3 separate regions of the Sus scrofa genome follow, and all the other regions are linked to region 1. A link is a contact called in public Hi-C data. All regions are on one chromosome and are shown on one strand. Each heading gives the region's core, a stretch centred on a gene start, on an enhancer-like site or on the middle of the called end of the contact. The rest is flanking DNA. Distances are from core to core; before and after follow the strand shown.

Region 1 (2,702 bases), core at 167-2,666:
AGCACTGAGCCACAATGGGAACTCCTATTTTATTTTTTTTAAATGATTTTTATTTTTCCATTATAGTTGGTTTACAGTCTTCTGTCAATTTTCTACTGTACAGCAAAGTGATCCAGTCATATATATGTACATTCTTTTTCTCTAGAAAAAATTATTTAAATGGACTTTGCGTCTTCTCAGACACACAGATAAATTCCTTCACTAAAAAACTGAGAAAAGACACTTTTCCAAGATGGCATTGTGACTATCTAATTGAATATGTGGGAAAGTACTTTAATGAACATGGAAGTGCTTTGGAAAAGCATGGAGTTATTGTATTTACTTTATATACACATTCCATTTACTCCTCCAACAAATATTTATTGAGCACAGTGTTCCAGGTTCCTCGCTAGACACGGTGGATATAATGCGCAATTTAATGACATCACAGCCTTCAGCAGTTTACAATCAAGTCTGCTTCCTGATCCTGACAACCCTCCACCTCCGCTTCAGCGAAACAGAACGAAAAAGAAAAAACAAGGTAAAGTCCACTGTTCGGTTTTGTCTTTTTGCCTTTTCTAGGGCCGCTCCCACGGCATATGGAGGTTCCCAGGCTAGGGGCTGAATCGGAGCTGTAGCCGCTGGCCTACGCCAGAGCCACAGCAACGTGGGATATGACCGCGTTTGCGACGCCGGATCCTTAACCCACTGAGCAAGGCCAGGGATCCAACCTGAAACCTCATGGTTCCTAGTCGGATTCCTTAACCACTGCGCCACGACGGGAACTCTACTGATCTGTTCTTTCATAGTACTTTTTAACTCTCTTTTCCTCCTAGCACTATTACAACTTCAATTACATTGGTTACTAACTGTGTCAGCCACTAGAATTTTGAGGTCCACGGGAACAAACATTTTATTTCTTTTGTTCCCTGCTTTATACTCAGTGCCTTGCGTGGCTGACATTGAAAAGAGAGTAATGAATGTGTTGAATGCATGAATGAATGAATGTAAAAGCAAGTGGATGCCGAAAACCTAAATATAATTCAGCACAACACGCATTATATTAGGCGTACGTAGAACGATGAGAATTTATAGGCAGGGCATTTAAAGTAGCCTTGATGGGGCTGATGGCCAGAAGAAATATCTTTCAAACTCAGATACTTGCATGATACCGTCCTCAACTGGCCTGCCGCAGGCTTAACAGGGACTATCCGCTCAACCATCAGGATCCTGCCAATTGTGGCAGGTCCAGGAGACTGGTTAAATGACTCGAGGGCCGGCGTCCAATTAGATCATCTCTGGCTAAAAGCCACAAGAAAGAAGACGTTTCATCCCCCGGTGCAGCCGCAGGACTGGGACCAGAACCAGCCCCATCCTCCACGTCGACGCCGCCGTCGGTCACGTCACGCGGGCCGCCCGCGCATGCGCAGCGCTCGGACGGCGGCCCCGCGGGCGCTGACGGCTTCCGGCCTGGTGTCCCCGCCCCCGCGCGGCTCCTGCTTTCCCGGCTCCGCGGAGGCGGCGGCGGCGGCGGCGGTGGCCGCGGGGTGGCGGGGGCAGGGGTGGCGAGGCCAGCTGGATGCCCGATCGGGGGTCCCCGGAGCCATGGCCTGCTCCATCGTCCAGTTCTGCTACTTCCAGGACCTCCAGGCCGCCCGGGACTTCCTCTTCCCTCATCTGCGGGAGGAGACCCCCAGCGGCGCCTTGAAGAGGGACCCCAGTAAGTGCCCCCGCCGCCCCCGCACGCCCTGATCGCGGGGTCCAGTCTCCCCCCAACTGCGCGACTCCGGCCCCCGGCTCCTAGCTCCCCTCGCGGATCCCCTGCCCTCCTCGCCCTGGGGCCGCGTCCGCGCTGCCTGCGTCGGCGCCGTCGGCCTCGCGCCGGAACCGCCCCGCCCTCTGGCCGGACCCTGCGTCTCGCCTCCTCTGGTCCCGGCCGAGCGCTCTCCCCACCCCCGCTCTCCCGCGTGTCTCCTCCGCCTCGCGTGGCTCCAGCCCCGGCGCCCAGCTCCGAGGTCGCGTCTTCCTCCCGGTTCCTCGCCAGCTGTCAGCGCTCTGGCCTGGCTTTGCCTCACCCTCCGCGCTCGTCCTTGCCTGGGACCGTGGCCTTCCGCTGCCGCCCTTTCCCAAAGTGTTTACCATCGCCCGCACTCTGCCTTCTTCCGTCAGCTTTCCTCCGGTTCAGATTTAGAGAACGAGTGATTGACAGGTGAGGGACTCCTAAGGTGATGCGTAGGCGTCTCCTACGTAAGGACACGGACCTGTCAGGAGGTGGGAACCCACATCGGGCCTGAAATTACAGTAGCGTGGCCATGAGACGTTAATAATTTGCTTTCTTGAGATGAGAAGCTTTCCAACCTGTTATTATCATCAAACAGTGCGACTTGCCCACGTAGTATAAAAGCGCAAGTCTGGTTTATTAGCGGCTGCGTGGTTCTAAAGAACTTCGTACATTTCTGCTGTTGAAAAGGGTGTGTGTTTTCTGTTTGATTTCTTTGTATTTCCATTCACGTGGCTTTGTAGTAAAAGCCATTTGTCCGAAGCACATTTGGCTTTGTAGTAGAGTGCTGTTACTTTGTGCTCTACTGGAAGGGTGATAAAAGTTCCACTACATAAGCTCCTTTCCTTTTTTAAATTTAGAAGGCATCAAATCAGACCTGTTTAGGAGTATTTCCTGTGTGCCAGTCAGCAGTGCTGCAAATCAAATAAGGTTGATAGACTCT
Region 2 (2,982 bases), core at 276-2,775, 330 kb before region 1:
CCAAAAGACCGGTGTGCAAACCTCCCTCCCATTAGACACAGGACCACAGCCAAACCATCCCAGCCAGGCAAGCATCTCAAGCCTCAGGAAACAGAGAAGGAGGCTCCGTTCTCCCTTGATCACTCTTTCCAGGGTTTAGCATCCTTGCTGCCATGAGCCCTTTCCCAGTTGTGCTGCACAGCTGCACAACTCTGTGTCCATAAGCAGGTGTCCGCAGGCTCACCTTCGGGAGAAAATGACCAAGCATCCTCTCCTTTCTGAGGGAGGAGGCCGGCATTTCCATTCGCGAGGCCCTACCTAGGTGGGGCTTTACCGAGCTCCTCACCCAAAGACCACTCTGCCTCAGGGGGCAGGGGTCACACTGTCCCCTTAATGGCAAAGGATTATGTGCACAGTCTGTCCCCCTGCCACCTTCTGTCCCCAGCAGAAGACTTCACTCTCTCTGCTCATTTCCTTTTCAAGTGGGTCAGGCCCCGCCACCTCCTGAGGCTCCCAAAACCTTCCTTAGAACTGAAAAGTGTGAGGAGCAAGGCCCAGCAAGGTCACAGCCAATGTCCTTGAACAAGAGAGCTGCCTTCAAGGAGTTCTGGTTGTGGCTTAGTGGTAAGGAAGCTGACTAGTATCCATGAGGACCTGGGTTCGAGCCCTGGGCCCCAGCTCAGTGGGTTAAGGAGCCAGCATTGCCAGTGAGCTCTGGCGTAGCTCCCAGACATGGCTCTAATCACTGTGGCTGTGGCTGTGGCTTGACATAGGCCCACAGCTGCAGCTCCCATCTGACCCCTAGCCTGGGACCTGGGAACCTCTATATGCCTCACGTGTGGCCCTTTAAAACAAACACTTGGCTTCAGCTTTGCTCCCGTCTGTCCACGGGAGTGCCAACAACATTTGTCTCCTCATACTATCAAATCAGAAAGTTTAGCACTAGCAGGAGCCTTGGAGAGCGGATCTGTCCTATTACAGAAAAGGAAGCTCTCCTCCGGGGAGGGCCAGAGGCTTGCCCCCTCCCCTGCCTCCCCAAACCCGAACCCGACGCGAACTGGATCTTTCCAGCCGCAGGCTCAAAGCCAGAGGATCCAACAGGCGGTCCGGAAAAGCCAGGTGGCCGGCCTCCCTTCTCCTTCCCCGGGCCAGGTGCCAGCTCCCTCCCCGCAGCCCTCCGCAGCAGGGACCCGCGCTGGGCTCAGCCCTACCTGTCGCGCACGTGGCCGCAGCGCAGCCCCAGGGCCGTGCACTCGGCCTCGCTCACCGGCACCCCCTTGCACGACTTGACCGGGTAGAGCCAGAGTCTCGCCACGGTGCCCACCTGCTGCAGCCGCCGGCGCCGCCGAGGCCACGCGCGGCGCCAGGCGACGGCCCCCAGCGCCACCGCGGCCAGTCCCAGCGCGGCGACCCCGAGCCAGCGGGGCCGGGACGGCGCGGAGAGGCCGAGGCGGACCAGCGGGGACGAGCCGACGGCGCCCATGACCCGGCGACCGCGGAGCGCAGACCAGCCTGCGACTGGCGCGGGCGGGGCGCCGGGGGCTCGGGGCTGCGGGGGGCGGAGCCCGAGCTGCCCAGTCAGCGGCCTGACCCGCCTTTCTGCGCGCGCCGATGTGGCAGGACGCGCTGGGCGCCGGGGTGCCCTGCGCCCCCGCGGGGGAGCAGGAGGCCCAAAGCCAGAGGCCGCGCCGCCCCTTTGTCCCGAGAGGTCACTTTCGCTCTCCGACCCGCTCTCCCTGTCCCGCTGCTTGGCTGCGCGACGGGGCCCAGGGGACAGGACAGTCGCCTGTAGGCGGCAGAAGGGAAGATTTTCAGCGTTAGGAACTGGCAGATCGCCCGAGAACCGCACGACTTTCGGCCCACAACCCGCTCCGTGGAAGCTTCTGGGCTCTGAACAAACTCGAGTGTGGCTTCTGGCCGGTAGGGCCAAGGCGCAAGGATAACCCCCGCCTCGCCTAACACCCCCCCCCGCCCCATGCACACACACACACACACACACACACACACACACACACACACACACACTAAAATCTCTGCCCCAGAAAGCTCGAAGCTGCCAGATTGCAGGGATGGTTCCTGCCAGCGTCTGAAGCCAAGCCCCTGGCCCGCTCCCCACTTACTCCCCACCGTGAACCGTCCCGCGGTCCCTTCCGCGTGTGTGTGTGTGTCCTACAACTCTGCCATACCTCCGGTCTCGGGCCTCCGCGGATGGGCCCCCTGCAGGCACACCTGGCCCGCCCCCACCTCCACTGCTCTCCACGTGTCAGTTCCCACCAGACACCCCCCCCCCATTCACCCTTTAGACCCACTGAGGTCTGGGCTCCTGGAAACCGAGCTCAGTTCTTCCCCTGCTTCTCAGTAGTCACCGAGAAAAATCTGTTTTTACTGCTTTAACGAAAATCCAGCTTGGGATCTCTTTCCCCCTCCATTTAAGCAGATTCTTTGTGAACCAAGTGGATTCTTGGCTAAGTGAAGGTGTGAGGTCATTTGTTTATTTTTCAGGGATTGTCCCTTAACCTGTGGCACCATTCTAGGAGAGTTTAAGGAGGCAAGAGGTGGGCCATCGCCCTGGGTCCTGATTGGTCATCTACAGAAAGCTGCTCTGGGCTGGGAGGAGAAGGGCGGGCAGGGCTGGGATCCAGATCTTTGGGAAAAGCGAAAATTGAACTCTCCCTGCAACTGAGAGTTCCCCTGTGTGGGGTAGTGGGTTAAGGATCCCATGAGGTCGCTGTGGTGGCAAGAGTTTGACCCCTCACCTGAGACCTTCCATGTGCCCTGGCCGGGTTCCAAAAATATATAGATATGGATATAGATAAGGATCCATCTCCGCATGAGCAGAGCCTGTTTGAAGTCTTAGGCCGGTGGGCTCTGCCTCTTCACTGAACACATGATGCTCAGCAGCCAAGACCTGGTTCCTTTCTCAGGCGTGTGTGGTGAACGAGGTATGTTGTGAGTGAGGTGTGTGGAAACTTGCACTGGGCCCCCTTTGCCTCTCCAGACACC
Region 3 (2,896 bases), core at 330-2,829, 360 kb before region 1:
ACGGGATCCAAGCCACATCTGCAACCTACACCACAGCTCATGGCGATACTGGATCCCTAACCCGCTGAGTGAGGTCAGGGATCGAACCTGCATCCTCATGGATGGTAATCAGGTTCTTGACTGCTGAGCCACTTGGTTAACTCCTATTGGCTTCTCCTGACCACACTTTCCAACAGTATGATGAGAAAAATAGTTCACCTTCCTGCAAGGTTATGCTTTGCCCTCTCTCTGGAAGGGGGAAGAGTTACAGCCCCCATGAGTCCAGCGTGTCACCTGCAGAAACTAAGAGCCGGTCTGGAGTTTGAAGCATAGCCTTACAATGAGGCCCAGGGCTAGCCTAGAGTCAGACTCAGAAGAGGACCAGGCTACTTGCTTCGGGCCTTAGCGATCTTTGCTGAACCTCAGGAATTCACACAGGTCCTGACCGCACCAGCCGGGCGTAGATAAAACCACTGTTTACAAAGCACCAGCGTGCTCCCGAAACAAGAGTCCTGATTCCACTCTTGGGTGCCTCCGAACCAGTTACTTTATCGGTAAAAGGGGGCATGGAAGAACTGGGTAAAATAAAATATGCAATAGCACGTTTCAAGCGGCACGAAGCTTGGGCTCCACCGCGGTGCTCGCTTTGAAGGCTTAGCTCCGCGGCTCCAAGTTTCCCCACATTAAGAGACAATCACGAAAAACAAAGTGGAGGCATCAATCCTGCGAAGCTTGCCGCTTCCGCTAGACAGTGGCGAAACTTGCTTGCGCCCTGGCAGCCCCCTGAGGACCGAGACCCCTGTCGCAGCTCCTCCTGAGCGCAGGCTCTGAAAGAGCCGGTGGGAGGCGGAAGGCCAGCCGCCCCCGGAAAGAGGCCTGGGCCCCTGCGTCTGCTGTCGGAGGCGAGCGCCCTCCCTCCGCCTTTCCTTCGCCCCTGCCCCCTCCCCGCCTCAGCTCCCACTTTCCCGGCTGGGGAAGGATCCGACCCAGAACCCAGCCGGCCCCCACCCGCCGCGTTCCGAGCCCACCCCCCGGGGCCCTACCTGTCCCGCAGGTGCCCGCGGCGCAGCCCCAGGGCGGTGCACTCGGCCTCGCTCACCGGCACCCCCTTGCACGACTTGACCGGGTAGATCCAGAGCTGCGACACGGTGCCCACCTGCTGCAGCCGCCGGCGCCGCCGCCGCCGCCTGGGCCGCGCGCGGCTCCAGGCGACGGCCCCCAGCGCCGCCGCGGCCAGTCCCAGCGCGGCGAGCCCGAGCCCGGGCCGAAGTAGCGCGGGGAGGCGGAGGCGGAGGCGGACCAGCGGGGACGAGCCGGCGGCGCCCATGACCCCGGCGAGCGCGGGCGCGGCGGGGACTCGCGCAGGGCCCACGGGGACGCGCCTGCCGCAGCGGGGCCGCGAGTCCAGAGGAAGGGCCGCTCCTGAAGCGGTTCCGGGCGGGTCAGAGTATGGCGTCCTCCTCGGGAGAGTGGCCCCGGGGCTGCCGAGGGGGAGAGGCGGGGGCTCAGCTTCCACGCGGTCTACGTCCCGGCTTCCTCCCCTTCCTCCGCCCTGACGCTGCAGAACTAGGTGCCCTCCCGGGGACCGCTACTAACGACCGTTTTATTTATTTACTTATTCGTAGGTTAAATAATAACCTAAAATAAACAAACAAAAAAAACTTTGCAGGACAAAATGTAATTTTGCTATATTAGAAATCTGGCAGCAGGCAGACCCACGTCTTGGGGACAGTGCGGAGAGGGGGGGGGGCACCAGCGGCTGTCAGTCACCCTCCCCCTCTGCCAGCTGGGGCGTGGGAGCTTCTGGCCAGTGGGACTCTGAGAGCAAAGGCCTGCGACCAGGACCTCAGGACCTGCAAGTTGAGGAGAGCGGGGAAGGAGCCGGCTGTCCCCGTGGTGCCAGGGCAGCAGCCTGCAGCTCAGGGCACCAGCGGGACTCCTCTAGGTCCTCTGGGCACAAAGCCTCCGAGTACCGGCTTCATTTTCCAGGAACTGCCCTGGGAAAGAAGCATTGGCACAAGGTCCTAAGGCTTCTTCCCGGCAGCAGGAAATGTCACCCATCCTACTTGTAAGGCACTGACTTCAGACACCTGTCACTTCAAAAATCAAGCCATCGGGAGTTCCTGTTGTGGTTCAGTGGTTAATGAATCCGACTAGGAACCATGAGGTTTTGGGTTCGATCCCTGGCCTCACTCAATGGGTTAACGATCTGCCGTTGCCATGAGCTGTGGTGTAGGTCGCACACTCGGCTAGGATCCCGAGTTGCTGCAGCTGTGGTGTAGGCCAGCAGCTACAGCTCGGATTTGACCCCTAGCCTGGGAGCCTCCATATGCTGCAGGTTCTGCCCTAAAAAGAAAACAACCAACCAAAAAATACAAATAGAACGTCAAACGCAGGGCAAGGAAAAGGCCATCAGCTGAACAAGAGGCAAAATGGATAGAAGTGAGTGGATTTTTATTGCGGTGGAATATACACAACACGACATTTGCCACTTGCCCATTTCCAAGTGTAGATGCAGAGCAGTGAGTACGTTCCCACGAGTGGATCACCCACGCAAGCGGGGGGTGTCTTACATTACAGGGGGACCGTCTCTGTCTCCCAAGGTTGGCAAATCCACCTTCCCCAGGCAGCCACCCTCAGGACCCACTGGGCTAAGATCTGTCCTTGGATGTTGTCCCTCAGCCTAAACATTGCTCCCTAAACAGAGTATGTCTGTCCTATCTTTTCTCTTCTCACTCCAGGGACGCCCCCCTCCCCCACTCCTGTGACATCCAGGAACTGGGTTCAGAGTCCACCACTGAGGCTTGTCAACGATCTCCTCCCAGAACAAGGGGAGAAGTAGCGGCTTGGATGAATCCGCCTTCCCCCTGGAGTCCCTGTTTGGCTCGAGTAATGAAATCAACTAGGATCCACGAGG

The links. Hi-C and Micro-C count contacts between places; a contact is called where the count stands out from the background.
Region 2: a Hi-C map of skeletal muscle shows a contact between it and region 1, with 5 times the contacts expected there. The contact joins the promoter of MARC2 here to the promoter of RAB3GAP2 in region 1. A contact is called at or near these places in 2 of 5 promoter capture datasets (fetal skeletal muscle and liver) and 3 of 47 Hi-C or Micro-C datasets (embryonic fibroblasts and skeletal muscle).
Region 3: a Hi-C map of undifferentiated spermatogonia shows a contact between it and region 1, with 2.3 times the contacts expected there. The contact joins the promoter of MARC1 here to the promoter of RAB3GAP2 in region 1. A contact is called at or near these places in 1 of 5 promoter capture datasets (fetal skeletal muscle), 10 of 47 Hi-C or Micro-C datasets (embryonic fibroblasts, fibroblasts, liver and 4 more) and 1 of 2 datasets of contacts at active chromatin or transcription factors (skeletal muscle).

The regions. Positions count from the first base shown.
Region 1 is chr10:9,827,044-9,829,745 of Sscrofa11.1, reverse strand. RAB3GAP2 (rab3 GTPase-activating protein non-catalytic subunit) reads left to right here and starts at 1,416. Exons shown (of 35, transcript XR_002336185.1): 1 at 1,416-1,699.
Region 2 is chr10:10,155,275-10,158,256 of Sscrofa11.1, reverse strand. MARC2 (a long non-coding RNA gene) reads right to left here and starts at 1,525. Exons shown (of 6, transcript XR_002336195.1): 1 at 1,191-1,525.
Region 3 is chr10:10,189,444-10,192,339 of Sscrofa11.1, reverse strand. It overlaps MARC1 (mitochondrial amidoxime-reducing component 1), which reads right to left and starts at 1,579. Exons shown (of 9, transcript XR_002336192.1): 1 at 1,023-1,579. All of the region lies in intron 5 of MARC2 (a long non-coding RNA gene), which reads right to left.